2 separate regions of the Mus musculus genome follow, and region 1 is linked to region 2. A link is a contact called in public Micro-C data. All regions are on one chromosome and are shown on one strand. The core of a region is the stretch at or near the end of the contact, and the rest is flanking DNA. Distances in the headings are between cores, read along the strand shown. Region 1 has its middle 31 kb from the start of Gm30600. Region 2 holds the start of F13a1 (coagulation factor XIII, A1 subunit).

Region 1 (3,515 bases), core at 490-2,989, 170 kb after region 2:
CTTATCTCCCAGTGCTGCACAGAACCGCTTCCATTTGTGTTAACTGCACAGTGTCTATTAGCCACCAAGATGGTTTTGTGGCTCCGCATTAGAGGATCACACTAAAAACTGGAACCAATTAAACTAGTCACTTGCCCTAAGCATGAATTCTGACATTTGTTACTGAATTTAAAACAAACAAACAAAAATCATACATTCCTATCTTCATACTTCCGTGACTGGCTGGTTAAAAGGAGTTTGTTGCTTAGTCAAATGTAAACTTGCATTTCCCTAATCCTTGCTTAGTCCTTAGGGCTGCACAGAAGTGCTTTTTTTTTTTCTTTTCTTTTGCCCTGGTAGTTTAGGATCAACGCTGGAAGGTAGTGTTGGGTAGACTGGCCGATCCCTGGGACTCCCCGCTAAAGATGTTTTCCTGAACATCCTCAGGTACTTCTCAAAGAGTTACAACAGTGCTCCAGGGCTCTGTGAAGAGCATAGCATGGCCAGCTTCCCATTGACAAAATAGAATAACGACTTTCTTAAGGAAAGAATTGACCCCAGAAGGCACAAGGCTCATACTACACACCCTGGCTAGCTAACGTTTGCTTTCCTTTGTGTGGGCAACACTGAATCAACTCTATGATCACAAAGATCACCATGTACTGAGAGAAGTAGAGACACAAACAATAACCGGCGTGCACATCCATAGTGCTGATACAGTACCAATTCGAAAATGAAGGGACCATGGGAGAAATAAACCAGAGGAGATGACTAAATTGTGTTCTGAAAGTCAGTGTACCCTGTATGTGACTGTTCCTGGGGAAATGTGAATAGACATCCATTCATTCCCTCTAGGGCATCAGCAGTGGACCAAAAGAAACCAAATAATTCTATCCAAGTCCAGCTTAGCCAACCAGTGCGTTAATTGGGCTTATGAGAACATGGGTGGGTAGTTCCTCAGAAGAATATGGGCAACTCAGAGACAAATATGTCACTGTAAAGTGTGACCTCATGAGTGGGTGAGCATGAGTGGTGACTTTGCAGAATCTGTATCATTGAGTCCTGTCTTCACTTATCCTTCCACATCCTCTGTATTCAAAACCCTTTCAAGATCATGTGTGGTTGGAAGGCAGGAGGATATAGTGGCTGGAGTCTCAAAGGAGACTTTCCTTCAACTGTAGTGTCTATGGTCTCACTGTGACCACATAGTTATCAGTGTGTTTTGTTTACTTTGTTACTCTATATGCAGAGCCAGTCTACAGGTCTCCAAGACATTCCCTCCTACAGGATATCCAATGGTTACACCATATCCATACCAGGAGAATAATTGTTTTACCCCAATATACCCACAGAGTAGCAACCCAAGAGCCCCCAGAGTTAGAGAGAAGAAAAATGTCTATAATGAGAGTATAAATCCACCCAATATGCCAGGACTCCTTAGAGGAGGGCAGCTCAGTGTGGGGACTGCTGGATACACATGCTGCAACCAACAAAGCTCAAACAAGCCTTGGGATATAGAAATATTTCTGCAATCATGCATGAAGAGGTAATAATTCCTATAAGATCAGGTTCCTGGATAGCATTTGCAAGATCTACATCTCACTTCCTTATGGGGAATGTAATCAAGGTCACAGTTGAATCTGGTGACTTGGGGTAACGTTTTAGTGCTCACACTGATAATCACGTCCAGCACCGCAGCCTGTACTTTCCGATGACTGGACAGAAAGACTGTGGCTTCTTGTGTTTACTAAAGGGGAACCTTCTCCTTGGCTAGTGATCCTTCCTGTTTTGGCTGGAAGTGGCATGATCTCAGATTGCTGAGAACATGTCAGACTTCAATGTACATTAAAATCCAGGAAAAGCCTTTCTTTAAAAAAAAAAATGTCTCCAAGAAATGACAGGGAAGCTACATCCATGAGAACAGTATGGCCTCTTAAACAAAACATGAACAACGACAGTACCAATAGATGTGCTAACTGGGAAGGAGGAAATCTCCTGGCATCCTACCCCTACATAGAGAACTGTTGAGAGGAGACCTAGTCAGTCCCAAGGATGATCCCTCTAAAAGTGGCTATCCAATACAAAGAGGTTGTCTCTGAAATCAAATACCCACAAGCAACACGAAACAGACTCAGCAGGTGTGTGAGTGTGTGTGTGTGTGTGTGTGTGTGTGTGTGTGTATGTGTGTGTGTGTGTGTAATAATAATAAGAGGGCAATATGAGAGGGAATAAAGGGGAAATAGGAGGAACTTCAGGAAGGGACATGGGGAAGAAAAAAGGAATAAGTGGTGTGATTATTTTTTTAATTAAAAAAAAAAACGTATTTTAAAATGAAAAACAGTGAGCTAAAACCATGCTTGGAAGATGACTCGGTCAGTAAAGTACTTTCCACACAAGCATGAGGACTGAGTTCAAATCCTCAGAATCTGTATAAAGAGCAGAGCAGAGCAGCCTATGCCTTTGTTTACCCAGGAATGTGGATGTGAGCCAGGAAGGGTCCCTGGAGTTTGCTGGATGGCCAGACAGTCTAGCCAAAGCAGTGAGCTCCGAGTTCAGTGAGAGACTCTATCTCAAACAAGGAGAAGCACAGCCACGGAAGATGTCCAACGTGGCCACATGCATGTGTACATACACCCACCCATGCACACAAACACATACATGCACACACACAAAAACATCTGAACCCCCAAATTGACAGCATTTTCAGGTTCATCAGAGAGAGACTAAAACTGAATGTTTCCAAAAGTGAATAAAGGCAGACCTAAATTGAGTTATGTGGCTCTATGAGCACAATTCTTTGGGGGTGGTGAAGATATAGTTCTTAAGCTATAGCCCTTCCAAATAGGCTGTCCTGTGAAGCCAACGATGACAGTGCATCTCTCCATATTGTAAGAAGAGCACACTCCTCCAGGGCATGCATGATCCATTTGGACATGCAGCGACCATGTGCCTGTAAGCACTGAAGGATGGGTGATTTAGACTTAGGGAGTGACCAGAATAATTCTACAAGTCTGAAGGGAACCAAGAGACAGTTTAGATACTTTTTGTCTTCTTCTCTTTATGTTTCTTTTCCCTCTCAAGTCATCCTGGGAGTACTACATAGCTCAGAGCCCACTCTAAATCTGAAAGCTTAGAACTAAGGCTCAGAACAAATTCCACTTGCCATCAGCGAAAAGACTTTTTCTCAACATTTTCCAGTCTCCTTGAGCAGTGATTCCCTCATAAGATATGATAGCTGTACACCAGTATCTTTATGACTTTGGTTATGATAAGGCAGAATCCTGGACTGCATTTCCCTGAAAAATGAGAGATAGATACTAATTAACTGAGAAACTCATGTTTTATTAAACAGAGAGTTCCGAACCTGATTAGAATCCTATGGGCTGGTACTGTTTGCCCCTCTCCAACACACATTTTGAAAATGAAACAGATGGGGAAGTCTTCAGGGTTTCAGAGACACCCATGTTAGGGGAAAGCCTTAAGTCCAACTCTTCTCACAAGCTCAATCTCACTCTATCAGGGAAATTCAGTCACCC
Region 2 (3,206 bases), core at 327-2,826:
CAAAACATGATAACTGGGAGGTGGCAGTGAGGATTACCCCAGTGAAGGAGTGTGTCCCCTGAGGATCTCAGGGAGAGTCCCCATTTGTCAAGATGTAGAGAAAGCAAGGGAGTAAGAAGTCTTTAAAGATTTCAGACAGCATAATTTTTCTTGCCTCAGCACCTCAAAGCCTGCATATTTGTAAGTACATTCAATTGCTCATCTCAGGGAGACTCACCAAACCAACGTCACTGTGAGGATTAGACTCATGAAAACATGTACAGATTAGGATGGTTCCTTAACGATGTCCCACCAGTCATTTAATTTGGTCACTATTTACTGAGGGCTTCTTACAAGCTGGGATCTGATCTTAGTACTTAGGTAGGTTCATCAGACATGAAAACAGTGTCTCTTTCCTGAGAGCTTACAGTATCGTGGGTTTAGGGGTGACCCTGACAATAGTCATACATGAATCTGCTAGGGTATGTGGGATGGAGGTCATGGTTATATCCAATTGAAATCGTGAGTAGGCTGTGCTCTAACTTGGTCTGGCCTGCTTCCTCTTCCCTTGGAGTTTGTGCAGGCAACCAGCCAGTCTAAACACTACCCACCTTACCTTCAGGGCCCAATAAGGACTTGTTGACCAACTGGCCAAAATGAAGGGGGACTTTGTCTCTTCACCTGGCTCACCATGCAGTGACTCCTGGCAATCTGGCTGTTTGCAAAACCCAGGCACACCCTTGTAAGGTGAAGCATTGCTATTATGGGATCAACTTGATTCAACTGTTCTAGAAATGAGAGGAGTCCTAGAAGCGAGGCTGAGCACAGGACCATTTAGTAAGGTATTTGGTCTTTGGAGGAGAAAGGGATTCTTGGAAGGATGAGACAGCAATGGGTATCTACAGATGCCTTTGGGGATTTACAGATAATCTCTGGTGAGCTAAGGAGGGAGAAAAGTTTAAATAAAAAGGTTTGGTGACAGAGAGGACAAGAAAACTCAACCCCCCTGGTGTTAAATAGCAAAGGCATCCTGAGTGGTCACAGGGGATGGGGAGCAGTGCTGGGTAGTCACACCACCTTCTAGTAGAGAGCAAGTAGAGCAGAGAACATTCCAAGTGCTGGTCAAGGAAGGAAGTGCAGGCCACTGTGTGAGTGCAGGTGAGGGAGCTCCCCTTCTCTTGGTAGATTTGGAGATGGGAAAGGAACTTGAGTTCAGCCCCTGTGTTGAGATGGAAGGCGGGCATTCCCAGGTGGCCTTACCCTGTCCTCTAACCTTATTTCCAGCTCCACAGCTGGCTTCCCTTGGGAAAGGGGACCTGCCTTGGAGGAGCAACCTCACCCAGCTGTGCTCTCAGGATAGCATGGTAGAGTTCAAAGAGGGTCCCTCTTAAAGAGGTGAAAATGCGGAGATGGAGAGAGAGGCTGCCTCTGACCACTCCCCAACACTACAGACATAGAATGTAGGTTCAGAGGACTGCCACAGCTTGGAACAGGGCTGCTTAGTGCTGCTCTGAGGGTCTCTTACCTGCTTGTGCTCCTGAGAGGGTGCTCTGGTAGTCTCTGTGTGCCTCTGGGTACTTCCTCAAAAGGACTCGGGCAAAGTGACCAGAAAGTTGGCTCTTAAATAACTTCCTAACGGCTCCCACCCTCCTCCCCATCCCAGAGGATTTCTCCTCCCCTTTCTTGACGGCTGGTGGAGGGGGCAGAACTGTTTCTAGGACTTTCCGTTTACTCCTGACATTCGGCTCTGATGGTCTAGTATGTGTGCCTCCCTGCCTCCATACCCCATTTGTTCCTAAGTTCCCATGCTGGCATCTCCTCACTCCCCCCACCCCCAGACCCCCAGTCAGCCTTTCCCCTCCTCTGGCTACTACTAGCAACTGGCAAATGGCACTGGAGTGTGAGCCAGCCTCTCTTCTGCCCTCTTGCTGGGTCAGAAGGGCTAAAGGGACATTTTTTTATCCTGTGGAAATGCCTTGCCAGGGTGGTGAGCTGGCAGAAGGGAGGATCTGCCTTTTCACAGACAGGTCACACAGACAGTGGTGACCATGCATAAAGAAAGAGCAATGAGTCCATCTTGTGCAAAGAAAATTGCGTCCTGAATTCCCCCACAGATCCAGCCCCAGCCCCAGCCCCAGCCCCAGCCCCAGCCCCAGCCCCAGCCCCAGCCCCAGCCCCAGCCCCAGCCAAACCACAGAACTTCCTGTAGTACAGCCACATTGAAGTCCAGCGTCAGAACTGATGGACAGATACCCTCAAGAGTGTCACCCAAGCTGGAAATGCTTTGTTTTGCCTTGGAGCATTCTGGTGTATCTCCAAGACTTACAGAGAAAGGAAAGAAAGTTATCCACCCCAGAATTTGCCTATCTTTATTTTGATATGGCCACATGTTTAACCATTGATTTTAACCACAGATCCATCTAAATGCTCTCATAGTCTCCAGATGTCTGATTCTGACACGCAATCTTCACATTTCAAAGAGATGCTATTGGTTAGGAATTCATGTTCTCCCCATCCCATCTCTCTGTCCCAAATCTGTGTACTTGTCTGTAATTTTACCAAGTTACCCCACTTCTTACCCTTGAAATAAAAAAGTCCTCCTCCTCTTCCTCCTCCTTGTATCCAAACTAAACGTTTGTCGTATTTCCTGTCACTTTCTCAAGGGCTTTACTGTGTCTCTTATCCTCTCTTCCTCCTGTAGCTTCAAGCTCCAACTCCCTCACAGCTGCTTCCTGTCACCATTGACACAATTTCAAGTCAAGTCTCTTCAACGTTTTTAAAAGACTTCTCTCAATTCACAACCTCTGTTCATTTTTGATTCTCTCCCCCCTCCTCTGTCACCAAGCCTCTGACTTCTGAGTTCTACATCCAATATTCTATTGAAACTACCAAAGAAACAGAATCTGCCTTAGTGCATTGTGTTGCTGTAACAAAATGCCTGAAATTGGGACATTTATAAAGAAAAAAAAACCCACTGTTTTCTTTAGCTTGCGGCTCTGCATGTTGAGAAGCCTAAGAGTGTGGGGTTGTCATATTCCTAGCTTCTAGAAACAAAACAAAACAAAAAACAAACCTTGGGCTTTCTCCTCTTTTTTTTTAAGGTGTAGGGGGTAGGTTTATTTTGTACACTGCAAGGTGTAGTAGGCTGAGCAGAAGAGCATTGTCTACTTCACACTGTCTTCCTGAGGCATAAAGCAGGAGAAAAAACAGACATTAGAAAAGAGAAA

What was found. A called contact is a pair of places that touch in the nucleus more often than the background predicts.
Region 1: a contact with region 2 is called in a Micro-C map of macrophages, with 1.8 times the contacts expected there. The contact joins the enhancer-like site here to the promoter of F13a1 in region 2. A contact is called at or near these places in 5 of 39 promoter capture datasets (the 3T3-L1 cell line, HPC-7-derived erythroid cells, liver and 1 more), 2 of 484 Hi-C or Micro-C datasets (granulocyte-monocyte progenitors and macrophages) and 3 of 9 other capture datasets (adipose tissue, liver and macrophages).

What each region holds. Positions count from the first base shown.
Region 1 is chr13:37,217,097-37,220,611 of GRCm38.p6, forward strand. No RefSeq gene overlaps it. Among named protein-coding and RNA genes, the nearest start is that of Gm30600, 31 kb to the right of the region's middle. Within about 2 kb of position 1,740, at least 43 of the 459 cell types and tissues checked have an H3K27ac peak or open chromatin away from gene starts, as enhancers often do. A contact at or near this core is called in adipose tissue, granulocyte-monocyte progenitors and macrophages, where this site is marked.
Region 2 is chr13:37,047,637-37,050,842 of GRCm38.p6, forward strand. F13a1 (coagulation factor XIII, A1 subunit) reads right to left here and starts at 1,577. Exons shown (of 15, transcript NM_028784.3): 1 at 1,505-1,577.